Regions from separate parts of the Gossypium hirsutum genome. Here all the other regions are linked to region 2. The links are chromatin contacts, called in public Hi-C maps. All regions are on one chromosome and are shown on one strand. The core of a region is the stretch at or near the end of the contact, and the rest is flanking DNA. Distances in the headings are between cores, read along the strand shown.

Region 1 (3,126 bases), core at 590-3,089, 630 kb after region 2:
TATCGATACCTACGTGATTTTTTTCTAAATTTTGCTATGTGGTTCTAATGCATGTTTAATTCTCGTTTTAAGCTCGCTTGATGAATGTTTAGCATGTTTTAATGATGACTAGAGTATGTATGAATTATAATTATTCAAAACCTAAAATAGAAGATGTTTGCTAAATAATAAGACCATCTGTAATGCATATGATGTGTGACAATGGTGTGACATCCTGATATTCAGGCTCGGCGATTGGGCCAGGTATAAGGTGTTACACTTGGACCCATGGTTGTAAAGAGAGCAAACTATCATAGCTAAGTGAAAAAGATAAAGATTTGAAAGGGATAATACCTTCTGGACTTATGCTTGGTTCCCAAGCTTGCTTCTTATTGGTTTTCGGTGTAAGGAGTGGTCCAACATTTAGGGGCGAAGCTATAATTTTTTTGGGGAGGCAAAGTTGAATTATAAATTTTATGAGAGCTAAAATGTAAATTTATCATTGTATAACTTATAATTTTACTATTTTTACAAGGACTAAATCAAAAGGCCAAAGTCTATTCTTGCTCTACCCTTACCTACACAGTACTAAATAGAATTGATAGATATTTATCTTTATTCATATTATGGTCTAACAATTTTAAAATTAAATATAAATAAATTAAATTACAGAAAACAGTTTAAGAGTTTTTATGACGTATGAAATAGGTTTATTTAGTAAAGAAACACAAGGAGTCTTGAATGAATTTTATTTTATATTAATTCATGTCGGTTGATTTGAATTATTATTTTGTAAGCAGAATTTTTAAATTTAATTGTTTTTAAAGGGAATTTAATTAAAAACTATACTAATAGTAATATAAAGTATACTTTCAATATATAAATGAACAATAATCAATTCGTATTGTCAAGAAAATTTGAAGTCACTACGCCATTGCAAATATTAAAATAAAAAAGCTAAACTATATCATTAATCATAATTCTTATTCCCCTTATTTAATTAAAAATTTTATAATTTAATTATTTTTATTTAAGTCATTAAATTATTTAAAAATTCTTATTTAAATGATTTAATAGTTAAGTTTTTTTTAAATTTAGCTAATAAGGTCTAAGAAATCATTCGACAATCAATACGATCGATCAATATCCATCGATGAGTAGAAGAAAATACTTTAGATCCAAGTCAGTTTGACGACTAATATCGAAGATAGAAAAAGAAAATTGTTTGAACCTTAATTTGCAGATTCGTAATGTCCAAAGTAGTTTAATGAAAAAAATTGAATTGATACACATAGTGCGAACATAAAAAATCATATAGCAATAATTTTAATAGTCGAATGACTTAAACGAAAACTTTTAAATAATTTAATGATCAAAACAAAAATTTATCCATAATTTATCCATAATTTAATTAAATAAGAAATTCTTTTTTATCTTAAAATATTTTGAAATTGAGATAAGAAAATTTGGAAATTGTACGTCTTCTTTTTGTAAATATAATATAGGGTAGTTTCCGGAAAATAAAATAAAAAAAATTAAAATATAAAAGTATATAAAAAAATTGAGAAGCATATGTGTCCGAAAACGATACCTTCTTTGCTTAGCAAATCGACCAAACCCTTGCGTTGGTTACAGCTGTATTCACGTCCTCTCTCTCCTCCAATTATTTTATTTTATTTTATTTTTAAGTACAATCTCAATATTTTTGTATTTAGTATTGTATTTTATTAAAATAATTTTCTCATCTATTCCGCCATTGATTTAGTACTTGTAGGAAAAAGACAAATTCTTTACTTTCTGCCTCCATTTCGTGACAATTATGCAAAAATAATATTTTAATTACTATAATATTTACATACTCACATTCGAGAAAAAAATGAACCCAAGAAAGAAGGGCTTATAAAGTAATAAAACTAAAGAAAAATTAAAAGGAAAAATAGAGTTTCCTCGTGATCTGTGAAAAACCAGAGTCTTACGTGAAAACCCAGATTGCCTTAAAGCCCTTTAAAAGCCTTTTTCTTCCATCTTCTTCTTTTTCGTCGTTGAACAAGACTGATTAAAAGTTTACATTCCTTAAAAAGAACCTTTTTTTTTTTGGAGTAGAAAGAACATAAAGAGAGAGGATTTTGGGGGGAAATAATGTTTTGATATGTTTTCTTTTCTGGGAAATTTGTTTCCTTCAGCTTTTTTATGAAGAAAAAGCTTCATTCAGAGGTGGGTTCTTTTTATTTTTATTTTCTTTTGTTCTTCTACTTAACTTCAATATGAATTTTGGTTTTTGAGGGTGATTATGTGTGTTGGGTTGTTCAAGTGAATTTGACTTTTGTAAGTTGATTGGCTGTAGACTTTTAGCTGGTTTTTTAGTTGAGTTTTAAATTTTTTTTTGGGGGGGGGGGTATGATTGCAAGTAACCAACATATGTTTGTTAAAATTCAATATAGGTATTCCATTTATTGGTGGTTTTTCCATTGGAGTTCTAGTTGCAAGGCTTTTGTTTTGGTTGGTTGATGGAAAAGTATGCTAAAAGATAAGAAATTTGAATTCTAAGCAACATGTTTGTTGTTTTCAGTTGGGATCTTATTGAACTCTATAGTCTTTCACATGGAAGCTTAATTATGGTAACTTTTTTGATTTAGCTAAGGTCAGTTGGTTGTTTTAAGAGAAACTTGAAGGAACCAGATTGTATAGCTACTTGATGAATATTTAGAGAAGATGTTGATGGCTTCTTTTAATTTATGTGATCATTTTCATGATGAATGAAAAGTTTGTTAGGAAAACTGATGATAGATGGTTGGCATCTTTTCTGTTAGTTAGGAAAATCTATCATAGATGGCTGACAGCTTTTCTTGACTGTTTCTAGGCATATATATAATTTTTCTTGACTGGTCTTAGTTACAGAAATCTCTTGAATTCAGTTCTTTAGGTGATTACGCGTTCAACTTTTGCGTCTACGTTCTCTGTGGCTTGGATGAAAGAAGCACCGTTTACAATGCAAAGATTTCATATCAATTTTAAATTGACGGTTCACCTTGTTTCCTGTTTCTTAGTCTTCTGTGAGCTTGTTTGTTCTATTTCAATCATCTTTGAAGACTGTAAAGTTTTTAACTTAGAGGAGAACAATCTGAAAATTAAAAGAAGCATAAACTC
Region 2 (3,567 bases), core at 795-3,294:
AATTGCAATTTGCAAACTTACATAATGATAAAAGGACGTGTTGTAATTGATAAACAAGAAATGGAAAATTATATTCTGTTAATAAGGTTTTAGCATTTACATCCCACTTTTTCTGTATCTTCCAATGGATCACCTACAACAGCAATAAGTTACAAAGGGGTGGCGTTGGTTCTCATTTAATGAAAAGTATTCCAACTGACTACACCTCAATTATATTCTGTTTGTGTGGAAGAAAAGAAGTTAAAGACTAAAGCTTTATGAGACAAAGTATTTAGACTCTCTACCAGACAAGTAAATACAAAGTCCAGGAAAAGAAAGAAAACCCGAAGGATAGAAGATCAATTAACACTTCCTAACATAGAAACCTATAGTTGCAAGACATAAAGATATTGTAACAGCAAAGTAATATGGTTACAAGGGGGACAGAATAAACAGCTTATCATCAAAGCGTTCAAAGTAATAAGTGTTTTCTAAAGGTATGCATAGGCAACATAGGAATAGGAAATTAATATATCAAAGTTCAGTTGTGACATTATGGCACAAACAACTGAAGATAGGTTACATTCATCTCCAGAAAGGAGCCAACCACCAAATTTGGCTATAAATTTCTATCACACCACGTTTCACTTTCAAGATGAATAGCATTGAACCAAGTATAAAGTTGGCCACTGTAAATTCAGGATATAACATGCCTAGAAGCCTAGAAACTACACAATAATTGTTACAAAGACCAATGCACTTAAAACTCAAGTCCTGATTCCCTTCAACCAAATCTTCATCAGTTTCAGCTTGACCTCACCCCCATGGCCTAAAAGAGAACAATCTCCTAGTTCATTGCTAGGTTTCACTGATTCCTTTCAATCCACACAAATTGCTCATTTGCTCCTTCATGTGAATTTTAAAATAATTTGATTGGATTCCATTAAAAATCCCTCTAAACACTCCTAAATCCTAATCATAGAAAAGCTATGATAGCCAAGAAATATCAAAAAGCTTCCGTGCATTAAACTATTTAGTAAATGGTAATCGGAAAATGCTAAAGTGAACGACATTAGCCAATACCGTGTCGAGTAGCCACAAAAAGAAAAAAAAAATGTTGATTGCCCCAACATTCGATAAACTATGTCTTATATCTATTTGAACATGGTGTGGGACAATAAACGTAGGACAACTTAACAATGCTCATGATAACTACTAAATGTAGGAAAAGTGGCTGTCTATAGTTGGTGAAGCATATCCAATCGATAAAGCTACAAAGAACTGAAGATTTTCGATAAGAAAATTCCTCGATACAGCTAAATTATATACATTAGCAAGTTACCATCTTTTTGCTCATTTCTAGCAAGCTTCAACGTTAAGTTCAAATATCCATACATGATATTACCAATTTTTCAAGAAATATAACATAAACGTATAAACTAGGCCAAGAAATTCACACCCAGAAAAAAATGGGAGCCATTGTAAGTTACCTCAATTTGGGGTTCTTGAACTTGTTGTTGGGTATGAATAGTGTCAGTTTCACCTCCAGTGGAAGCAAAAGGAACCAAGTTGAGGAAGCGAAGAGAGGGAGTGAAGCTGAAGCGGAGGGGACGGCTTGAAGGAGGAAGTCTTTGTTTGAAGCAGACATGGAAGGGCTTCGAAGAGTTTAAAGAAAAGGTTGTAGCAGGTGGAGTTAGAGGAGGAGGGGACTTAAACGGCAGCGTCTTAATGAGAGTAGCCATGGGAGAAGAAACTATCTTGAGAATGCGAAGAGGTACAAAGAGAGAGGGAGATGTAGGAAGAGGCAGAATAGGGTGGGTGACAGACAGACAGATAAAAGAGAAAAGCTGAGGTTTTATTTCGGCCGTTGGATGATTGTTTGTTAAGCCGATCCTAGCGACCGTTGCTTAATTGATTGATAATAACTATATTAAAAAAGTTATTCAAAATTATATTTAAATACATAAATAAATCTTCACCACATCCTCTGACTAAATTTTTTGAAATATATTTCCAATATAAAATTTCTTCTTCCACCTGTATCTGGTGGAAGGAGCAATATATCCATTCCATCCAATATGCGTTATAAAATTATTTAAATTTTAAATTTTCATATTTTTAATAATATTTTTGATTAAAAAAAAAATGAAAGGCACGGAGCGTTCTTGTCCCAATCACAGACAACTGAGTATAAAACAATCAACATTTCCTTTTTCTTTTGGAAAAACAATAAAAATTCCCCCAAAAATCAAACCTCTAAAATTTCCAGTTTCCCCCGATGCATGCTGCAAAATAAAGTATCGGGGATGCTGCATATTTTATGTTCAGCCGTATATCTCTTAGAAGAGCAAGGGGAATAGTCACTGTTACCGGTGATATCGGTGATGGTTACCTTGGTTTCGACCAAAAAAATATTCATGCTGGGTTTTTATTATTGTTTTTTTGAAGCTTTTTAGGGTTTGTTTGAGGTTTTTTTTAAATTTTGGAAGATCATTATTTTCTTATATTGAGAAATGGGAAGTAGAAAAGAAGAAGAAAGAAACGAAAAGATAATAAGAGGTCTCATGAAGCTGCCTCCTAATCGTCGTTGCATTAACTGTAACAGCGTGGTAATTTTTTTCAAGCTTTTCTTTTAAATTTTATTTTATGAGGTGGTGAGGTGGGGTCGGGGGGAGGTTTCATAGTTAAGGTGTGCTAGGGATGCTGGCAAAGCGTGGGAAAAATGAAAAAAAGAGATGGGTTCTGAAATTTGTTCTTTTTTGTTACTTAAAGTCTCTTGGAAGAGTTAGTTTTTAGTTGATGAGTTAAGCAGAATGGATAGAGATTTCTGGTTATGTAAATGGTTTTAGAAATGTGTTTTTTTTTTGGGGGGGGGTTAATTTTGTAAGAAATGACTTTAGCTGATTGTTGTGAGTCAAGTTCTGTTTGGAGTCTGGGAAAGTAAAAAAAAAAAAAAGGAAAAAAAGAAAAAAAACGAAGGTGGATTTGAGGTTATAGAAAATGTTTCTTAAAATGAGTTTCTCGAATTTCATGAATACAACGCAACTATTAGTAATGAATGTCAAGATGGTAAATAAGATGTTTTAAAAAGGGTGTTGAAATTTGCTTTTTCGTTTCATTTTATAATTAACTTAGACTAACAGATTTCAACTTCCAAGTTTTTACCCTTTTTTTCCTGCTCAAATCAGGCTAACCCGGTTCTTCAGGATTACTTGAATGGATTAAATTAACTTTATTCGAGCATCCAGTGTTGAACTTTTTTATTTTTTTTCCATTTTAATGTCCTCCATTTATCTGATATTAATTTTTGGTTCTATCATTTCAGGGTCCTCAGTATGTTTGCACAAACTTTTGGACTTTCGTTTGCATGGCTTGCAGTGGGATCCAGTGAGTATTTTCTTTTAGTTTCTCAAGCATCCACAATTTTCCCATATAAATAATAGTCACTTTTGTGAAGCTTTACGTATTTGGTAGTATGTAACTTTATCAGTTGTATACATCAATAAATTATGATTTTTGCAATTTAAACGTTTTTGTAACTTTTGTCGTTTCTCATTTTTATGATGTTAAGCTCCTTAACTTAAAGAT
Region 3 (3,108 bases), core at 167-2,666, 520 kb after region 2:
TATGTGTCAGACAAGAAATTCAAGAAAAATTAGGAGTTGGAGCAACACGTGAACGAGTAAAATGAAAAAGGTATTTGGCAACTTGAATAGAGTGAAGTAGAACTAATGCAGAAACAGGAACAGGATCTGAGTTTGATTTTACCTCCCTGCAATGCATACATATTTCAACTCAGGAGTATAAACAGCTTTTTTGCAGTGTTGTTGAACATAATATAGTAGGCCCCTTGTTTGATCAATGACCCCTGGCAAACCTTTCGGAGGAGGCCTGCAAAATAGACCAAAATACATAGATAAGGCTTTTAAGCACTCTTCTCCCCTTCAGTCATTTGGAGGTTGAATGATTACAAAAGAAAGGAAAAGCCAGTGCTTGCAAATGGGATTACAGCAGTTGACCATCCAATCACCCTCTACTTCTCACTTTTCCAATACGATACATATTTTTAGGGTTATGATCCGCCAAATATACGAAAAGAAACTAAAAAAAATTACTAAAATCATTTGAACAAACAGAAGCTTCCGAGAGAAAAATAGTTGAGTATTGAAATAAAAGACCTACAAGTGGGGAGTACCAAGAGTGAGAAGCAAGGAGATGTGGGAGAGTCCAAATTCTTCCATGTAAAGACGAGCTAGCCACCCTCCAGCTGAGTGACCAATCACTGACAATTTCCCACCTACAATCACATGCTTTTATAGGTTTAGACGCATATTTGTATATAATATTTGCATTCGAGTCAGAACATTACTGAAAGGTAATGGCAAAGATTGATACCTTGTGCCAATTCCTTTGCTTCTTGAACTGCATCATCAACCCTCTTCAAATACCTGCTTTCACGCAATATCTAATCATTAACCAAATTTCTATGTTACAACTTGCATACGTTCTGCATTGTTTAAATCGAAAGGGATCTTAAGATAAATACCAGTCAAGAACAGGCCTAGGCTGCAAAGTGCCTTTCCAGTAGTTAGGGTCCACCAAGCCAGCTGCATTCCTCAGCCAATCAATTCTTGAAACATTAGCAACAACGGTGGACACTCCATACTCTTGCAAGGTGAACTCCAACTTCTTATAGTCACCTGTATTATTCCCTAACCCCTGAAATGAGAAAACCCAAAAAGAAAGGGGTCAAATGCAACAAAACATAAACATGTTTAAGCATAAGAAGAAGGTAATAAGCGCATGGAGAATTAACAGGAAGGATGACGGCAGGGCGGTAGTTGGTTGAAGAGGATGAGGAGAAGGTGGAAGTAGAGGAGCACTGGAGTTTGAAATTGAGTGGTGGCAAACCCAAAGCCATGTCTTCCACAAGTTATGGACTTGTTCTCCACTGGCTTGTACTGTTAAATGTGTTTGTGACATTTGCTGTTGTAACAAATACTATGAAGGTCTTCTTTTAACTGATACTTGGCAGGATATCCACCAAAGGTTCTGGATGGTTAAAGGACGTAGAGCATTTTTCATTTGTTTTTCTGGGAGGATTATGGGGTTTGATAATGATATGCCTTTGTCAATTAATTTAGATGTTCTTTTTTCTTTATAACATCAAAGAGGATACAGGCCTCTCTAAGGGGTTGAGCCCTTAAAACATAAGCCTACACCCAATCCAACAAACTTTGGAAGGAGGCCCGACCCTTTAGCACTGTTCGAAAAGTTGGAGGAAATGCCAGTGGAAGAAGGAATGTGAAATGGCTTCATCCCTTTGCTTAAACAGTTGTGCTGCTGTCCCAGGGGCTGCAAAACAAATTCTTTCCTCACTAATACTACTACACAAATTCCCTTCTTCTCTTGGCCACAAATATTGCATTTCCAAAACTTCTGCTTCCCTTTCAGTTCCCATTACAGATAAAAAGGAGATTAGGAGTACTGATCTGGTGGCTCTCGAGTATGCCGACCTTAACCTCACTGACAAGATTTCTCAGGTCCCCTCCATCCTCAACTTTTATCTTTTCATCATAATGGGTCATCAAGTTTTTCTTTTAATCATAATTTTTTCTTCTTTTTATGATAACGGTGGGTTCCCCTCCCCCCTTTATTCGGTTGCAGGAGTTGGGTCATGTAAGAATTAGGCAACATGTCAACCCTCTCAGTTCATCTTTCTCCGTGAGTTATTTATGAACTTTTGGGTTTCTTCTTATTGCTTTCTTGCAATGCAGTAGTGAACAGGTTATTTTCATTATCTCTTGTGTTAGATAAAAGAAGTAATGCTTTTGTCTTACTGGCTTCGTTTTTTCATGCTTCTGGGTAGGTGCCAGCACCTGTACCTAATTGGGATGAAGCCTTCAAGGATCCAACATTGCCACTTATGGTGGATATTGGAAGTGGTAAGTGGTAACCTCTCTATCCATTCAAAATATCTGCTAACTGATGCTATGCTATCCTTTTAATAACTCTTTTAGATCATGGAGAACTATGAAGAAATATTCCATTTATTATCCAATTAATGACGAGAACCCTTTTATCCTATGTTACCCATGTTCTTTCAATGTGATTTAAGGGTCCTTTGAGGGTTATATCTCCATATCCATGTTCGGATATGCATCCGACATAGGTGCTTAAAGAAAAATGATTTGTCAAAACAACATAAATTTTATCTATGCAGAGTCTGGGATAGGAAGTGGCTGTTTCTTTTATCTCCTGATTTTAAATCCTTGAGAACCTGAACCATCACCAAGATACTGGGATCCTTGTATAATAGATGAGCTTTTGCATTTTAATCCTCAAATGTTGATTGACAACATTGAAAAGCTACAGGAATTTTTAACCTGTAAATTGTTTACATTATCCAATAATGTATACCATTATGATATTGAGCAGGTAGGTTAAAGTTGGGGAAGAGTACCCAGTACTGTAGAGGCCTGGTGCCATGTTCCTTTAGCTATTTATTGTTTTCTGACTGGAGTTTTTCGAGCTTCAATATGGTGTCAATGGTTCAAACAGTTGCCTTTCATTCACATTCTTTTTTATCCAGTCGTCTTTGATAAGTATCTTTCTTTGATCGTCTTTGATAAGAATGTTAATGGTTAAAATTTTTTTTCATATCGTTCCTTATGTCTGCTGAAATTGGCTTCACAACTTAGTTATTAGCATTGTTGTCATAGGTATCTTACTTT
Region 4 (3,081 bases), core at 563-3,062, 780 kb before region 2:
TAAACGAAAGAGGAAGAAGCCAAAGAAAGCAGAGAATGTAATAACTAAAGAGCGATACATCATTAAATCACAGTTACAAACCAAGTAATCAAAGAAAACAAGCAATTTATTTCTTTTGGCTTAAGATAACAGGCAATTCAACTTACAAAACATAATCAAAGAAAAGATACAGTTTTCATTATATGGTATCAAACTATAACCTTCTCTATAAACTGTATAATATCTTTGAGGATGCATTTACTTACAAAATGCCCCCAAATAGGGTCATTTTTAGTTCACACGGAGAACCAAACAAGAGAAGAACTAGAATAAATTGCTTTTAGAACTCATTGTTTCACCATTTCTACTCTTACAACATTTCCCCTCTGAGTATACAATTCTCTTTCTATGAATTACCCTCCATTATTCATGAACGAACGTGAAGTTATAAAATCATGTGATGAGCAGAGAACACCAATTACAAAACAGGTGGCGCACTTCTGTTTCTACAAACTACATTGATAGAGAGATTCCCGCAACTGTGCTTTCTATTAGGGAAACTTTGGCAAATGCTTAGGAGATATGAGGGGAGTACTCAGAAAACTAATGCAAAAAGTTTCCCATGTTGCATAAGTATATTTAAATATAGACACTAGTGTATGCAATTTACGCGCATAACAATCTAATATACCAATATGCTCAACAGATTAGTAACTGGCTAACTTAATGGTTTAACTTTTGAAGTCAACAACCAGCAACCAAAAGAAGCAATATAATACAAGTAGATTGAAACTGCAATTATAGACATTGCAAACAGTAAAATCTCATATCCAAAAACAGAAACGACACTGATAATATCTCGCCTATCCATTGTGCCCATTGCACAATCAAGTTAGTGAACAAAAGCGCAGCCCAATGTAAATGCTCCTTCCTTTGCCCTTCAACCCAAATACACTCTAGCGTTTTCCCCTGTAACATAACGGAGAAGGTAACTTTAATGTTAGCAGTACTCTTTCTCCCCTTTCTTGCAATAAAGCATACTTAAAATAAGCAATGGCATAATCACCTCAGAATGCCTGCCACTGTAATCACGATTCCCTAACAAAGGTTCATCTAAACCATGTAATCCCGTCATCATATAATTTCCATTGCTCATCCTGCCAACGTCCCCATGATCAAGCCGCCTTCGCAAGGCACCAGGTCTCATTAATTACAGCTCAAGATTTGCACCAATTCTTCCTTAAACCCTAACAAATTCTTTTTATTTTTTGGAAAAAAAAAGGAACAGAATATATATCAAAACCCCCCAAACTGCTAAAATAGATTAAACAAGCAACTATGCAAATTTTGAATTAGCACTGAAAATGGTTGGCAACACGATACTCTTCCAAATTTAAAATTAGCCGCCAATTTGGAACTCAAAAGTGCTATATTACAAAAATTAAGCAAGCAATCAGAAATTCAGATGACGAAGAAAAAATCCAATTTCGGCATCAAATTCTATTGAAAATTTCAAATTAGGTTTAAAATTTGCATCCAAAACGGATAAAAAAAGAAAAGAAAACTTACAGGAATGCTGAAATCGAATTTGGAGAAGGCCTTAACGTAGAGTAAGAGGAAACCCAGAAGTGTAAGGAAAGCTGGTAAACCCCCAAAGAAAGAACGAAAGAAACAATAAAAGGTAGGTTAGTAAATAAGGAAATAACAGAGTTTTAAGAAATTTGAAACTCTATTATTTCAATTCCTCCCCTCCGGTATGTGTCCTTTATATATTGTTGTTAGAGTTCCTTCCTGGTTAGGACGTTGGAGTTGGAGGGGTAAGAGATTCTTCTAAATTCCAATTTTAATTAATAATGATTATTCTCGTACTAGTTGTTGAGGCCAGCTGTGGATCCGCTTGTGGGCTTGTGATCTGTAAAACAAAGTAAATTACGAGGCCCAGAATTTCAACTTTGAGAGCCTCTCAATGCTTAAGTTAGTGTATGAATAACAAAAGATAAGCAAGGTAAGAGATGATAATGGTGGAATAAAGAGATCATATTTGAGGTCAACTCGAGCTTTTAGTATATGTTATTGAGGTTCTAAGTTGTCCGTTGTCTGTCTACCTTTATTTTACATCTATTTTGTTAATTCATTGATTGATGTAATGTCTTTTATTTGTTAAGGATGTTAGTAACTCATGTTTTGTACATAGTGTATGAATTATGTTGAAGCTTTTTTTCTTATTAGAAAATCGGTTTTTTATTTGTCATGTGATCCTATTAGTTTAACAAATAAGCTCTAGATTTTAATGAGTTTGAGCTCGATTTAAGTTTTTCGATTATTTAAATATTGAACTTTTTGTTAGTTAGTTTGTGCTTCATGAACTTATTCTATCTTCCTAATATTTAAGGGAATTTGGGGCTGACATAAGCATCCTGTATGTAAAGTTCAATACCCTGATAAGGGATGAAGATTTGAGCAAAAAAAAATGAAGGAATAAGGAAGAAACAGAGAGAACGAGAGAACAAGAATTCAGAAAGAAGAAATGAAAAAGGAAACCATCTGTAATTTCATAACTGCCTCACCCTTCTCTGATTGGTCCATAAAAAGAGTGAGTAACGGACAAATTTAACAATCGAGTAGTAACAGAAATAAGCTCAATACACACTGTTTAACTTGTATGGCTACTTACTCTAAACTCACCATTTTAAGTACTGACCTAATTCCCCCCTTACACGCACCATTTTCATTGGAATACTAAATTCCTAAAACACAGTGTTTTGCTACAATACTAAAATTAATAGAATTAAAAAAAAGTTAACCGTTATTACTAATTATTCCATATCAAGTAGTCCTCTCCCGAAGATGATCCTTGCCCTCAATGATGAAATAGTGGAAATTTCTACTGAAACTCACTCAAACGCTCCCACATGGAATATTCAGGAAAAGTGTTGGTCCATTCTACTAGCACCTTAGTAGCTACCTGATTTCCTTGTTTCACCATCCTTCTATCAAGAATGCGAATTGGTAGCTTGACATGGTTGCCTTTAGAACCTACAGAGGGCAAAGTAGTAGAACTAGGAGCTGAGCCAATGTGTTTCTTGAGTTGAGACACGTGAA

Evidence for each region. Hi-C and Micro-C count contacts between places; a contact is called where the count stands out from the background.
Region 1: a Hi-C map of leaf shows a contact between it and region 2, with 2.6 times the contacts expected there. The contact joins the promoter of LOC107946690 here to the promoter of LOC107890314 in region 2. A contact is called at or near these places in 5 of 34 Hi-C or Micro-C datasets (all in leaf).
Region 3: a contact with region 2 is called in a Hi-C map of hypocotyl, with 4 times the contacts expected there. The contact joins the promoter of LOC107956832 here to the promoter of LOC107890314 in region 2. A contact is called at or near these places in 6 of 34 Hi-C or Micro-C datasets (hypocotyl and leaf).
Region 4: a contact with region 2 is called in a Hi-C map of leaf, with 3 times the contacts expected there. The contact joins the promoter of LOC107890024 here to the promoter of LOC107890314 in region 2. A contact is called at or near these places in 2 of 34 Hi-C or Micro-C datasets (both in leaf).

What each region holds. Positions count from the first base shown.
Region 1 is chrA11:89,709,885-89,713,010 of Gossypium_hirsutum_v2.1, forward strand. It overlaps LOC107946690, which reads left to right and starts at 1,840. Exons shown (of 3, transcript XM_016881120.2): 1 at 1,840-2,193.
Region 2 is chrA11:89,077,702-89,081,268 of Gossypium_hirsutum_v2.1, forward strand. LOC107890314 (protein GrpE) reads right to left here and starts at 2,045. Exons shown (of 3, transcript XM_016814784.2): 1 at 1,470-2,045. The coding sequence starts at 1,721. It also overlaps the pseudogene LOC107890325.
Region 3 is chrA11:89,596,215-89,599,322 of Gossypium_hirsutum_v2.1, forward strand. LOC107956832 (tRNA (guanine-N(7)-)-methyltransferase) reads left to right here and starts at 1,417. Exons shown (of 8, transcript XM_016892339.2): 1 at 1,417-1,917; 2 at 2,042-2,098; 3 at 2,244-2,319. The coding sequence starts at 1,684. It overlaps LOC107891034, which reads right to left and starts at 1,383. Exons shown (of 7, transcript XM_041081970.1): 1 at 1,191-1,383; 2 at 921-1,093; 3 at 770-822; 4 at 570-684; 5 at 143-265. The coding sequence starts at 1,295.
Region 4 is chrA11:88,293,107-88,296,187 of Gossypium_hirsutum_v2.1, forward strand. LOC107890024 (ELMO domain-containing protein A) reads right to left here and starts at 1,813. Exons shown (of 10, transcript XM_016814547.2): 1 at 1,549-1,813; 2 at 1,046-1,236; 3 at 843-948. The coding sequence starts at 1,186.